Linked DNA regions of Mus musculus: all the other regions are linked to region 2. A link is a contact called in public Micro-C data. All regions are on one chromosome and are shown on one strand. The core of a region is the stretch at or near the end of the contact, and the rest is flanking DNA. Distances in the headings are between cores, read along the strand shown.

The links. Hi-C and Micro-C count contacts between places; a contact is called where the count stands out from the background.
Region 1: a contact with region 2 is called in a Micro-C map of brown adipocytes, with 4 times the contacts expected there. The contact joins the enhancer-like site here to the promoter of Egln1 in region 2. A contact is called at or near these places in 1 of 39 promoter capture datasets (pre-B cells), 2 of 484 Hi-C or Micro-C datasets (brown adipocytes and cardiomyocytes), 4 of 115 datasets of contacts at active chromatin or transcription factors (the 230-238 cell line, embryonic stem cells and memory CD8 T cells) and 1 of 9 other capture datasets (liver).
Region 3: a Micro-C map of stem cell-derived neurons shows a contact between it and region 2, with 5 times the contacts expected there. The contact joins the promoter of Disc1 here to the promoter of Egln1 in region 2. A contact is called at or near these places in 3 of 39 promoter capture datasets (embryonic stem cells, neural stem cells and trophoblast stem cells), 1 of 15 datasets of contacts at CTCF or cohesin (CD8 T cells), 10 of 484 Hi-C or Micro-C datasets (CD4 T cells, the N1E-115 cell line, the P5424 cell line and 5 more), 8 of 115 datasets of contacts at active chromatin or transcription factors (effector CD8 T cells, embryonic stem cells, forebrain and 4 more) and 3 of 9 other capture datasets (adipose tissue, liver and pancreatic islet).

The regions. Positions count from the first base shown.
Region 1 is chr8:124,831,140-124,835,498 of GRCm38.p6, reverse strand. Trim67 (tripartite motif-containing 67) reads right to left here. Exons shown (of 10, transcript NM_198632.2): 10 at 795-4,359. Among named protein-coding and RNA genes, the nearest start is that of 2810004N23Rik, 30 kb to the left of the region's middle. Within about 2 kb of position 1,573, at least 30 of the 459 cell types and tissues checked have an H3K27ac peak or open chromatin away from gene starts, as enhancers often do. A contact at or near this core is called in brown adipocytes and cardiomyocytes, where this site is marked.
Region 2 is chr8:124,947,781-124,952,278 of GRCm38.p6, reverse strand. Egln1 (egl-9 family hypoxia-inducible factor 1) reads left to right here and starts at 3,025. Exons shown (of 5, transcript NM_053207.2): 1 at 3,025-4,046. The coding sequence starts at 3,225. It overlaps Gm46060 (a long non-coding RNA gene), which reads left to right and starts at 4,054. Exons shown (of 2, transcript XR_001778719.2): 1 at 4,054-4,498.
Region 3 is chr8:125,052,784-125,057,337 of GRCm38.p6, reverse strand. Disc1 (disrupted in schizophrenia 1) reads right to left here and starts at 3,143. Exons shown (of 13, transcript NM_174854.2): 1 at 3,054-3,143. The coding sequence starts at 3,108.

The DNA.
Region 1 (4,359 bases), core at 324-2,823, 120 kb after region 2:
CGTGGAGACAGGCAGGTAGTCTTGGGGCTTGCTGGTCAGCCAGTCTAGCTGGATTTGCAAGTGCTAGGCCCATAAAAGAACCTGTCTTGGGCGGTGGTAGTGTGTGCGTGCCTTTGATCCCAGCTCTTGGGAGGCAGAAGTAGACGGATCTCTGTGAGCTCAAGGCCAGCCTGGTCTACAGTGAGTTCCAGAACACCCAGGGCTACACAGAAAAACCCTGTCTTGGAAAAAAAAATTTTTTTTTAAAGAACCTATCTCAAAAAGGAAAAGTGGACAGCAATGGAAGAGCATTTGAGGTAACCTTCAACCTCCACATATATGTGCATGCACACACACGCACACACTCACATACACACCACACACACATACACACCACACTCACACATACACCACACACACACATACACACACACACATATACAACACACACAACACACACACACTCATACAGACCACACACACACACACACAACACACACTCATACACACTACACACTCTCACACACCACACACACACACTCATACACACCACACACTCTCACACACACACACCACACACTCACACACACACACCACACATCACACACACACACCACACACACACACATGCATGCACACACACATTTTTAAATGGAGCTATAATTTCACTGGAGAAGTTGTGCTTTGTAATTTGAAACTACACCTTTACTTTGAGATTGATTTAGGAGCTAACCAGAACTCAGCCAGGGTCAGTCTGTGGGAATTCGGAAGTGACCCCTCACTAGTGACCACAGAGCACACCCGTCTTCCAGTTGTTGGCAGTGTCAAAAGAATTTATTTCAAATCTGTTTAAGAATGTGGTAAAACTCAAGTTTTCCAAAAAGTAATACAGGAAGTTTAACCAACCCCCAAGGACCAGAAAACAGTGTTTGCAATTCAAAAAATACAAACGCTTGTGGATAGCTATACAAAATTAGAAAAAAAGTACTTTCCTTACCACTGCCCACCCCTCCGTGTTTTCAGTGAGACATAAACAGCCACAGAACCAAGAGCTGTCACCAAATACCAACCACTGGGAACAGAATCAGTAGGGAGAGTGGGGGAAGAGAAGGCAAGGAAAGGCGGGAAAACGGGGCCAAACAACGGTACACAGCTTTCTGTTTCTGTTAAATTCCTTCGCCAACATTATACAAACACCGTTCATGCTCAGTGCGCCGCGCAGTGCAAAGGCGGCGGTTCTATATCATGCATTCACGTTTTCAGTTGTGTCTACACCCCACTCTCCGCTGGTGCTGAGACGGCGGGGTGCTTAGGGAAGTCCAGTCTCCTGGGGCTTGGAACGGCCACCGCGGGCCACTCCCAAATCTCCAGCAGCTGTGTAGCCTTAATGGTGCCCAGGGCCCCACTTCTAGCCCTCCAACTCTGGGAACTTTCCCAGAGCCGAGTTGACAACGGGGTTCTCAGTGAGCATCACTACTAGAGGGAGACATTTCACCTAGAGTCGGGTCCCAGCTCCTCCCACCGAGTTCAGCCCTGCTCGTTCGTGGAAGAGGTCAGGCTCCCACCCTTCTTAGTTTATGCCAGGAAATCCTGGCAGCAGTCAGTTGTCTAAAATTCACTTGAGACCAGCCATCCCCTCGAGGTCCTAGTTCAGCTGTATGTCATAACACTCTCAGGTGACTTCCAAAGCCATCCCCACTGTTGGAAAACAAAAGCCAAATGCCATGGGGTTGGGGGAGTCCTAGAAACCAGAACTGAAGGAACGGGAAGCAAAAGTCTGGCTAATATATGTTCTTGGCTTCGGGGATAGCACATGCAGATGTCTTTAGCACTCAGGGTTTGGCCTGGTCAAGGCCCTGGAACATTTCACTAACCCAGGCTCTCCACTAAAGGAATGTGCTTGCTGTGGTCATGTGAGCTGTCTGAAATGCCAGGCAGCAGTGTGACAAGTGCTGCCCTGGTCACGGGGAGCTTACGGGAAGATATTGTGGTTAGAGGACATAATAACACCCACCCAGGTTACATCCACTAAATGAGCCATTTAGCCCAAACCTTATTTTTGAGACTGTTCCATGATCCACACAGCGGAGGTAGGTTGGTATGACCAGTCCTGTTGCAGGGAGGGATACTGAGGCACAGAACAGTTAGGAGATTCATCCCACACATGCCATGAGGCAACACCAAAGCCAGCTTAAGAGGTAAGTGGTGAGGGATACTCTGCACTCTGGCCTTTGGTCGTGCCTCAAGCCTCCTGTTTACCTCAGCTTGCCTTTTCCTTCACCCACCTCTTCCCCTCAGCTGTCAGGAACCCCTTCAGCCAGGAGTTCATACTAGACTGTCAGTGACAACTGGCTTTTCCTGGGGTACCAGAGTTCCCAGGACTAGTGTGGGTTTTGAAAGTCTTTTAACAATATAGGTAAGAATTCTTTAACCCCTTGAGGGCCCTAGATCCATTAAGATGTCCCTGCTCCTACCAGTAAACTGTGGCCAAGAAAAGGGAAGTTTTCCTTTGCAAGAATGGAGATGGGAGTTGGGGAAAATGTGAGCCCTTTGTTCCTTACTGAAGACCTGTGAAGAATTCTTAGGTTGGGTTAACACTAGGCCAATGGCTTTGGGACAGACCTATGTGACACAGGAAGAGGTACCCACCAACGCTATGAATGTCAACATCCAACGAATCCAGATCCAGGCCAGCCCCAGGGGGCATCTGGGTGCCCTTAGGTATTGGGGGTGTCACACTAACTGGGGGTGCTATTGGCATCTGGAGAGTAGAGACCAGGGGTGCTTAATGCTCTCCAGCACCCAGGTCCCACCCCCAAAATTGGGAGAGAAACAGAGCCCTGGGTTCACCCCCACAGTCCTGTGATGTGTTCTTAGGACCCCCAAATGGTTTTATCCACCCCCTTCACCTCTGCAACAGGCCACAGGATGAAAGGCAAACCCGGGCAGCAGCACTGAATCATGTCTCAGACTCAAGGGGCAAGCCTTTCACTCAAAGAATGAAGGCTGACATGATGCCCCTGGGAAGGTACGTGCCCATGGTCACTGACCTGAGAGGGGTTAGGGTACCTTTCACAGAAGACAGGGCTCAGTAAAGTGGTCACCCCTACCCCTTCTCTCACAGAGCTTGTCCATGTTTCAGGGCCCACCCTGCTATCAGCATATTGCTCCCTGGCTCTGGATTCCTTCAGGCCACAGGGCAGCTAAGGACATTTTGGAACCACATAAAGATCTGAAGGTACAGCCTGGACCACACACGGTGTGAGACTGCCAAGGTTGGTGCCTGTCTCCTAAAACTGGGGCTGTGTTCCCAGACAGGACAGAGAAGGAAAAACCTGCTCTGTGGGCACTGCTGTCCTGCTGAGAGGGAAGAGGTGCTGTGTGTAGAGTGGGTGCCAGTGGGTACTTATCAAGGACACTCATTCAAAAGGAATTGACGTTCATTGACTCACCCAGAGAACAGGCTCAGGAGCTGAATTTCCTTCTCGCGGACATTTGACAGACTTACCCCGAGGTCCTTCTCAGTGGCTCACAAAGGAAGGCCTTATGCTGGTATCACTCATATACAGCAGCGGAACCTCAGTGCCAGCTGCTAAGGACTCCATGGGATAGAACCCCATGATCCCAGGGCCTTGCCACTTTTCCAGTTGCCTCAAACCCGAATCATGAGACCCCGTCTTACCCTACTCTCCTCCATGCGTTCTTGTCCCTGAAAGGCGCCCTGTGCAGAAGGCAGGGGAGAGGTGGCTGTGCAGGGCTGCCTGGGCTGTCCCTGGCACCAGCATATTGCTTCTGGGCTCCAGTGAGCAAAGGGAGACAGCTAGCCCCGCCCACTCATACTCCTGTGGGGGGCGGGGAGCTGGCTCTGCTGTGTTCAACCCCAGGGAACCTCCTTAAAGAGGTCATCTGAGTTGGATGTGGTGCTCACCTCTGTAATCCCAGTACTCAGGAGGCTGAGGCAGGAGGATTGCTGTGAGTTCAAGGCTAGCCTGAGCTGTATAGTGAATTCCAGGCCAGCCTGGGCTACAGTGTGAGACCATGTCTCAAACAAAACAAGAAGAAAAAAGAGGAGGAGGAGGAAGAAGAGGAAGAGAAGGAGAAGGAGAAAGAAGAGGAAGAGGTAGAAGAGGAGGAGAGGAGGAGGAAGAAGAGAAGAGGAGGGGAAAGAGGAGGAAGAGGAAGAGAAGAGGAGGGGGAAGAGGAGAAGGAAGACAAAGAAAGGAGGAGAGAAGAGGGGAGGAGGAGGAAGAAGAGGAAGAGGAGGAGGAAGAGGAGGTGAAAGAGGAACAAGAGGAGGAGGGGGAGGAGGAGGAAAGTGGCCTCCTGAAGAGTTGGAGGCTCAGTGCAAGGCCAAGGCTTGGGTTCTCCAGCACCAAAAAA
Region 2 (4,498 bases), core at 1,776-4,275:
GGAGGCAGGCACTGCCTGAAAAGCAGCAACTCCCACAGCATACCACTCACCTTCTGTTCAATGGAGCCTCTACCACTTCCTACTTCATAGACTGACCATTAAGACAGTTTTATGTTGACAGCTACCATGGTGATGGTAGACCAGATTCTTATCCAAGCAACTTAGTCAGTGGCACGCTAACCAAGACCTCCCAGATGAGAATTACTGCCTAAGTTATCAAACTACAATAATCACAAAGTCCATAATTGTGGACTTTTGGAAACATTTGAAAGGAGTACTTTATATTTGAATATATATACACATATATGTATATATATATATATAATTTTATTTATATATATGTAAATATATATGTGTAATATATGTGTGTAAATGTGTATGTATTTTATATATATTGTATATATATATAATTTGTATGCATTGGTGAGAAAATTTCAGATGCCCTGGAACTAGAGTTATAGTTGTGAGCTGCCACATGGGTGCTGGGATTTGAACCTAGGTCCTTTGGAAGAACAACCAGTGCTCTTAACCACTGATCCATCTTTCCTGCCTTCTGTATTTGACTTTCTATTAACTGTATGTTTGTGATTCTATATGCTTAATTGCAACAAGAAAAGTAACCAGGCATTTCTGGGTTACTTGTCTTCTGAGATAGGCTGGCCTGGAACTTGAAACTCGGAACTGTTTCAGCGTTGTCAGTGTGCGACCGCATGAGAGCCATGACTGATTCTGTTCACTAAAATCTTAAGTCTGATGTCTTTAAGTAGAATTCAGTAAAAAATACAGTTAAACACACACACACACACAAACCATGTAGAGAGCTAAACTGAACGTTAACCTCCTGAGAGAGAAACTGTTGGGGTCAGCGGCTTGGCAGGGAGAGGTCCTGGGACCGACACCTTGAGCCTGAGCCGAGATTGAAGGAGAGAGCAAAGGAGAGAGCTTCCTCTGTTGTCCTCTGACCTCCAGACGCACTGTGGATTGTACATGCCCACATTATGTACACATACACCCTAAACCAATAAGCTGTAATAAAAAAAATTAGAGTCCTTTGACTATGTGGGCAATTTTAATAAGTACAAGCAAGTAAATGTAAAAGAATTGTAACAAATTCCCTGCTTGTTGCTTCCTGCCAAGACAAGTTCCTTTTACAAACAGTTAAAAAAAAAAAAAGTGTATGTACTCTAGCAAAAAAGAGGCCGAAGAACTATCTGATTCTACTTATATCTACTTACTTGTGTGGGGGGGGAGGTTGTGGGGGGAGGTTCCTGGGGATCAAGGTTAGGACTCTAGGCTTCCAGCAAAGAGCTAAATGAGCCACAGGCCCAGCCTGCTTCCTGCATTCAATGTATGCATTTCAGAAAAATATTTTCTTTGGTCCCGGGAAATGAACTGAGGGCTTTGCATACAGCAAGCAAGCACTGTACCCCTGAACTACACCCCCAGATCAAAATGGCTTTGTATTTTTGCACTGGGAAGGAGCTCATGTAGTCAGGGGTGGCCTCTGTGTAAGCAAAGATGAACTCAGTCTCCATCTCCCAAGAGCTGGCACTACAGACGTGTGCTACCACCATGTTCAGCTTCAAGATTATTCTCAAAGTGTATGCGTGTAAATGTTGTCGCTCTTACATTTCGGAGTTGTTTGCTTGCAACTTCATTCAAATGGCAGAGCTAACAATTCCCGTTTCTGTGTTCCCCCTGGCATCCAAACAGCAATTTTAAATTCTCGGCTGTCTGTCCCAATGGCTACACTCAAGTATACGACCGTGTGTGTACATTATGACAAATGTTTGCACCTAGGGAGGTCCTTCTGTTTTGGAGGCTGTATGACCATGTCGAACTCCGTAGCCCTGGCTGTCCCAGAACCCACCACATAGAGCAGGTTGGTCCTCAACCTGTACAGCTCTTGCTTCCCTCTCTGCAGCTCCAAATATACCCGTCATTCTCCTTGCCCCGGCCCCACTAGTTACTTACTACAAATCACACGTGGAACCGACAGTCTCTGGTTTGTTTCTCTGAGCTGTGTGTGCAAGTGCGTTTGATCCTGGAACTCACTTTGTAGCCCAGGCTGGCCCCAATCTCACAATGATCTTCCTGCCTCTGAGTGCCAGCATTAAAGCCGTTTACCACCGTGCCAAGCTCTATGAGGTTTGAAGGTTTCATAAAAACAAAGAAACAGCAACTAGTGTGTTCGTCTCAATTTACAACACTGAAATCAAACAAAATGCAGATAACTGAGTTGGCAAAGAGGGCTCACGCTAATCACCTTACCACTGACCAGAAGAGGTAGGAGAATCTACTTCCGAGGACTACCGGGCTGCGTCTCAAGACAACAAAGAAAGCCCGTAATAATCCTCATAATTCTGCAGACACTATTGGCAGATTCTAATGTGAGACTTTAACTCCCTGTGCAGCTTCGTTCACGGACTATGCTCTTGAGAGCTTCAGGCCTGAATGCGGATCTGGAACCGAGCCCTGATTACCTTACTTAACCCAGAGGTCTCGAACCGGAACCGGGAGAAATCTCAAGAGTTTAAGGACCGCAGAAAAGCAAAAACAAAGCAAAGCCAGAACCAGGCCCGGCGACTGCAGGAGCCGGTCCCGGAGCAGGCTGCCCGGGGGGCCTTTGTTGTGCCCTCCGCGGCCTCCGGGGAGCAGCAGACCGGGAGCGCGCAGCGGCCGTCCCGGAGCTTGGAGCGGCCCAGCGGCCGTCTGAGCTTCCGTTTCCTCCTCCGCGGGACCGAGGTGGCCGAGGCAGCCCCGGAGCGCTGCCGGCGGGCCCGGACAGGCAGGTGGAGCTGCGCGCGCGCAGGCCGGCGACGCGCGCCCCGGGCGGAGCCGCGAGGAGGAGGGGAGGGCGGAGGAAGCGGCGCGCCCGCCCGCTAGGCCCGGCCCGCCGCGTGCGCGCGGCCCCCGCCCTCTCCGCCCGCGCGCCGGGTCGCCGGGGCCGTGGTGTACGTGCAGCGCGCGCGGAGCGAGTGGCGCCCGCAGGCCCGCGCCCTGCCCGCCCGCCCCGACGCAGCCGGCTGGGCCCGCCCGCCCAGGGCGCTGTGCGCCGCGCAGGCCGCGCTCTCTCCGGCGCGATGCGGCGCTAGGCGGCCCCGGGCAAGGCAGGCGAGGCCAGGGCGCGCGCGGCCTCCCGCAGCGGGCGGCGGCCCCGGGCGGGCGCCCCGACGGCCCCGCCGCCGCCCCGCTCCCGGCCCGCGGCCCGCCCTGCCGCGGCCATGGCCAGTGACAGCGGCGGGCCCGGCGTGCTGAGCGCCAGCGAGCGCGACCGGCAGTACTGCGAGCTGTGCGGGAAGATGGAGAACCTGCTGCGCTGCGGCCGCTGCCGCAGCTCCTTCTACTGCTGCAAAGAGCACCAGCGCCAGGACTGGAAGAAGCACAAGCTGGTGTGCCAGGGCGGCGAGGCCCCCCGCGCGCAGCCCGCGCCGGCGCAGCCCCGCGTCGCGCCCCCGCCCGGTGGGGCCCCCGGAGCCGCGCGCGCCGGCGGGGCGGCCCGGCGCGGGGACAGCGCGGCGGCCTCGCGCGTACCGGGCCCGGAGGACGCGGCGCAGGCCCGGAGCGGCCCCGGCCCAGCAGAGCCCGGCTCCGAGGATCCTCCGCTTAGCCGGTCTCCGGGCCCCGAGCGCGCCAGCCTGTGCCCAGCGGGTGGCGGCCCCGGGGAGGCGCTGAGTCCCGGTGGAGGGCTGCGGCCCAACGGGCAGACCAAGCCGTTGCCCGCGTTGAAGCTGGCTCTGGAGTACATCGTGCCGTGCATGAACAAGCACGGCATCTGCGTGGTGGACGACTTCCTGGGCAGGGAGACCGGGCAGCAGATCGGCGATGAGGTGCGCGCCCTGCACGACACCGGCAAGTTCACGGACGGGCAGCTGGTCAGCCAGAAGAGTGACTCTTCCAAGGACATCCGGGGGGACCAGATCACCTGGATCGAGGGCAAAGAGCCCGGCTGCGAAACCATCGGCCTGCTCATGAGCAGCATGGACGACCTGATCCGCCACTGCAGCGGGAAGCTGGGCAACTACAGGATAAACGGCCGAACGAAAGTAAGTGGCTGGGGCTCTTGCGACCGGAGGAGGGTCTGTGAGGACCACCCCCCGCCCCCGCAGACCCGGGGCCCGGCGCTCTGTCTTAGCGTGGCTCCTTTTGTCCTTGTACTGTCTGCCACAGTGCACAGTGCAGAGCCTGCCGGAGCCCTGGTCACTCGTGGGGGTCGTTGGGGTACCAGCTACACCGGGTCTGGGTGATGCATCTTATCTTGCCTGTGTGCCTGAGCTAGTTAAAAGCCCCGCGGTTTTTAGCGCGCACCCGGCTCTGATTGAGAGCCAGACACTGTGTTTAGCTAGGACTCTGTCAGCTGCCCCCAGAAAGGTTCATTTAAAAGCCTGTGGTCGGAAAACTCCCTGTATTCAGGAAAAGCTTGGCGGCCTGCTCCCCTCCCCCGTGTAGCTTTATCTTGCTGGCTGTCCCTACCGTTTTGAAACCCACTACCAAACCA
Region 3 (4,554 bases), core at 1,894-4,393, 100 kb before region 2:
TGATAGATAGGTAGGTAGGTAGATAATTGATAGATGATAGATAGACAGACAGGTTGATGGATAGATGATAGATAGATAAATAGATAGATAGATGATTGATAGATTGATAGATAGGTAGGTAGATAATTGATAGAAGATAGATAGACAGATTGATAGATAAATGATAGATAGGTAATAAATGATTGATAGATAGATGCTGAAGATAGGTGATAGAGACAGAAGATATACAGATAGATGATTGATAGATAGATAGATAGATAGGTAGGTAGATGATAGATAGATAGATGATAAATAGATAGATAGATGATAGATAGATGATAGATAGATAGATAGATAGATGATAGATAGATAGATACATAGATAGATACATAGATAGATAGATAGATAGATGATTGATAGATAGGTAGGTAGATAATTGATAGAAGATAGACAGACAGATTGATGGATAAATGATAGATAGGTAATAGATGATTGATAGATGCTGAAGATAGATGATAGAGACAGAAGATATACAGATAGATGATTGATAGATAGAAGATAGATAGATAGATAGATAGATGATAGATAGATAGATAGATAGATGATTGATAGATAGGTAGGTAGGTAGATAATTGATAGATGATAGATAGACAGACAGATAGGTTGATGGATAGATGATAGATAGATAAATAGATAGATAGATGATTGATAGATTGATAGATAGGTAGGTAGATAATTGATAGAAGATAGATAGACAGATTGATAGATAAATGATAGATAGGTAATAAATGATTGATAGATAGATGCTGAAGATAGGTGATAGAGACAGAAGATATACAGATAGATGATTGATAGATAGGTAGGTAGATGATAGATAGATAGATGATAGATAGATAGATAGATAGATAGATGATAGATAGATGATAGATAGATGATAGATAGATAGATAGATGATAGATAGATAGATAGATACATAGACAGATACATAGATAGATAGATAGATAGATGATTGATAGATAGGTAGGTAGATAATTGATAGAAGATAGACAGACAGATTGATGGATAAATGATAGATAGGTAATAGATGATTGATAGATGCTGAAGATAGATGATAGAGACAGAAGATATACAGATAGATGATTGATAGATAGAAGATAGATAGATAGATAGATAGATAGATGATAGATAGATAGATAGATAGATAGATAGATAGATAGATAGATAGATAGATAGATAGATAGATGAAGATAGGTATAAACGGCAGAAACAGAAGACCAGGTATTACCTTTGACCAGGCAAAGGTCCACGCTCAGCCTGGGCTCCACCTGACACCTTCCCTTCAGCCTGTAATTGGAGACACCTGCATCTGACTTTGAGCCCCAGTCCCTGTTTAACCACCAGGGCCACAGGCAGGTGACTCCAACCCTTGCCACATCCAAGGGAAGATGAGGATGGTAGCACCAGCCCCTCACCGGTGTGAGGGGGACCTCATCAAAGGGCAGGACCAAGTGCCTGGCCCATGCACTCTCTGCAAAGTGGCACCTGTCGCCTGTAGGCTGTCACCTGCCCCAGTTCCAGATGTTCTGCTCTCCATCCCAGGGCAGCACTCTCAGGGCTAAGGTAATAATTACAGCCCAGGTGCTTTCTCTTTCTTATAAACAGAAGAGAAAGCCCGAGACTTGGAGAGACAGCTCAGAAAGCAGGTTTCTCATCCAGGGCTCTATTTGCTGTGGGCAGAATCCTGGCTAAACCTCAACGGTCTCCATGTCAGGTGCCAAATGTCTTTTCAAATACCCTGTAACTCAGACACTAACATGTCACACTGGCATTCCTGTATTGCCCACGATTATTTAGGTCTTGCATGGTCAAAATAATACTTAAGGACCCGTGCGTAGTGGAGCACACCTGTAATCCCAGCACTTGGGAGGCAAAGGCTAGCAAATTGGAGGCCAGCCTGGGCTAGGCAGCAGATTTAAGGCTAGCCTGGGCAACTAAGAGATTTTTGAGAATTTGCTTTGTATCGCAGAGATTTGGCCAGGGGTTTCATGTCCTCCTACCACATTAAACCCCTTTTAAAATCTACCACGTAGGCAGGAAAATCAGCTCCATTTTACAAATTGAAAAACTAAGGCATTCCCGAGTCCAGGATGCGGGTGCAGAAGACTCTTACCCTACACCCACCTACCAACCCTGTATTTTCCAACTCCCAATTGCAAAAATGTCTTCATAGAAGCCAGTTAAGGAGGTAGGGAAGCTAGTGATTAGTGCTCCTTTCACAGATGGGTAAACTGAGGCTCCAAGAGCCAAAAGAAGCTCCTAAGTCCTTTGCCTTCTCTCCTTGGCACAGCACACGCCCAAACTGCAAAGCCCAGTCTGGAGCAGATCTCCGTGCTTGTTTTATTTTTCATTGTTCTGATTTGATTTTGGTTTTTGAGATAGAGTCTCACTATTGTAGCCCAGATTGTATTAGAAAGTCTCCACAGTCTTCCTGTCTCTCGAGTGCTAGGAAAAGAGGCGTGTGCCATCACGTTCTTTTCTTGGGGTTTCTGACAGTGAGTTGCTGAGGTTGAAAAGCGGCCACCCACTTAACTCGATGTCATCACCGGGGTTGGTACGTGGCCCAAGCTGACAGAGGAAATGGAGCGGGTCCCCTCAGCCTGCGCTGCCCTGCGCGTCACAGTCCACACTCGGAAGTGGGCGGCGAGCAGCCCCACGGGAGGTGCGGGCTGCAGTTCCCACACCTCTCTCAACCTCGCCCCGCGTCCCCGCAGCGTCTGCGCCGGCCACCCGAGGGAGTCCTGGGATCGAGCTGCACTTGGGCGCTGCGGAAACCTTCGCGGCCACCGGGACCTCGCAAGGAAGGAGTGCGGGCGCGCCCTTCGCCGACTGCGCCTCAGGGCGGCCGGACTCTCGGGACGGGGACGCGCTTGGACGGGAGCTGCAGTGGGAGCTGGGGACACGACCGCCCGCACCCTGCACTCCCCGCTCACTGCCTCGATTTCCCTCCCCTGCATCAGGGTGCGCCCGGATCTCGGCAGGCCTCGTTCGCCCTCCTCCAGAACCCCGGGCCCTACCTGCGCCGTGGCTCGGACTGTGGATCGGAGCGCCCCGGGGACCCCCGCCCTGCATCGTGCGGCCGGCTGCGCCCCGGACGGCGGTGACTGTGGTGGTGATGGTGGTAGCGGCGGCCGCGGAGGCGGCGGGAAACGGGCAGGGGGCCGAGCCGAGGGCTGGCTTCTTCCTCCTGCCCAGGACCGCCGCTTCCTCTCCAGCCTCGGCCCCTCGCTAGCGCGCGCGCGCCGCCCCTCGCGGCTCCCAGACCGCAGCGCAGAAAGTTTTGCTTTTCACTTGGAGGAAACCAAGGAGGGGAAGTGTGATGGGGCAGTGTGGCCAGGGACCGAAAGACTGGGCGCTTCCCAGACCCTGGGAGTAAAAGGCGGGGTGGTCAAGAGAGGGACTTCTTCCTACCAAGTCGCGGTGAAGCCGAAGGAAAGTGACAGATGACAGGTCGGGGGGGGTGGGAGCAGCTGTTAAAAATGACTTGAGAATCGAATCTCTGGCAGCACGGGGCTGGCCAGGAGCACGGCACAAGCCTTGGCTTGTGCCAAGCTCCTGGCAGCTGGCTCACCTCCCCCATCCCTTCCCTTTGGCTGCTTCAGCAAAGCACCTGCTACAGGACAGTGGGTACAGGAAGTGCCAGTCAGGGGTTAGGCCCGTCATAACCTCGCCTCTGGACCCCGAGGCAAAAATAAACCTACAAAACTGAACTGCATGGAGTCAGCCGGAGACCTGACTGTGGGTGGAGCATGGGGCAGTGGGAAGAAGCCTGGGAGAGTGCGTGCTGGAAGGGAGGAGCCTGTGGCCCTAGAAAAAAGACCAGGTGCTGGAAAGGTGGGCCAGAGCAGTTGCCTCTTACCAGGAACCTTCGGGTAAGCACGGGCGGATGCGGCTGAAGTTGATAAAGACATGAGCAGAGTCAGGATTTAGTGCAGTGGGTAGGGTAACAGGGTTGAAAAAGGCACTGTGTTGGTATCCTAGTTTGCTTTACCTGTCAGTGTGACATAGCCTAGGGTCCTGTGAGCAGAGAGCTTTAGTCCATGATTACCTAGATCAGATTGGCCCGTATCGCGTCTGTAAGAAAGGTCTGGACAGTTAACTGGCCTTCGAAGGCCCAGCCCACTGTGGGCGGCACCATTACCTAGGTTTCGAACTATCCAAGAAAGCTAAGTGAGCTGAAGCCCATCTACGAGCCAGCTGGCAAACAGCGTCCTCTGTGGTTCCTGCTATACCTGATTGGCAGTGAAGTGAGCTCTCCATTGGAGGTTAATGCTGTGTGCTATAGCAAGCAGGCCTGCCTTAGGTTCCTGCCTTGACTCCCCTCAGTGATGGCCTGCGATCGATCTGAAGTGGTCAGCTAAAACGAATGGAACGCCTCTCCTCCTCAGGAGGCACTCCGTAGTAAATACAGTTGAATTGGCCAGCCTGCCATAAACACTCTCAGGTCTACCTGACTCACTCCCGAGGATAACTAGGCATACCTCTGAATATATAACATAAACTGTCTTAAAACAGGGG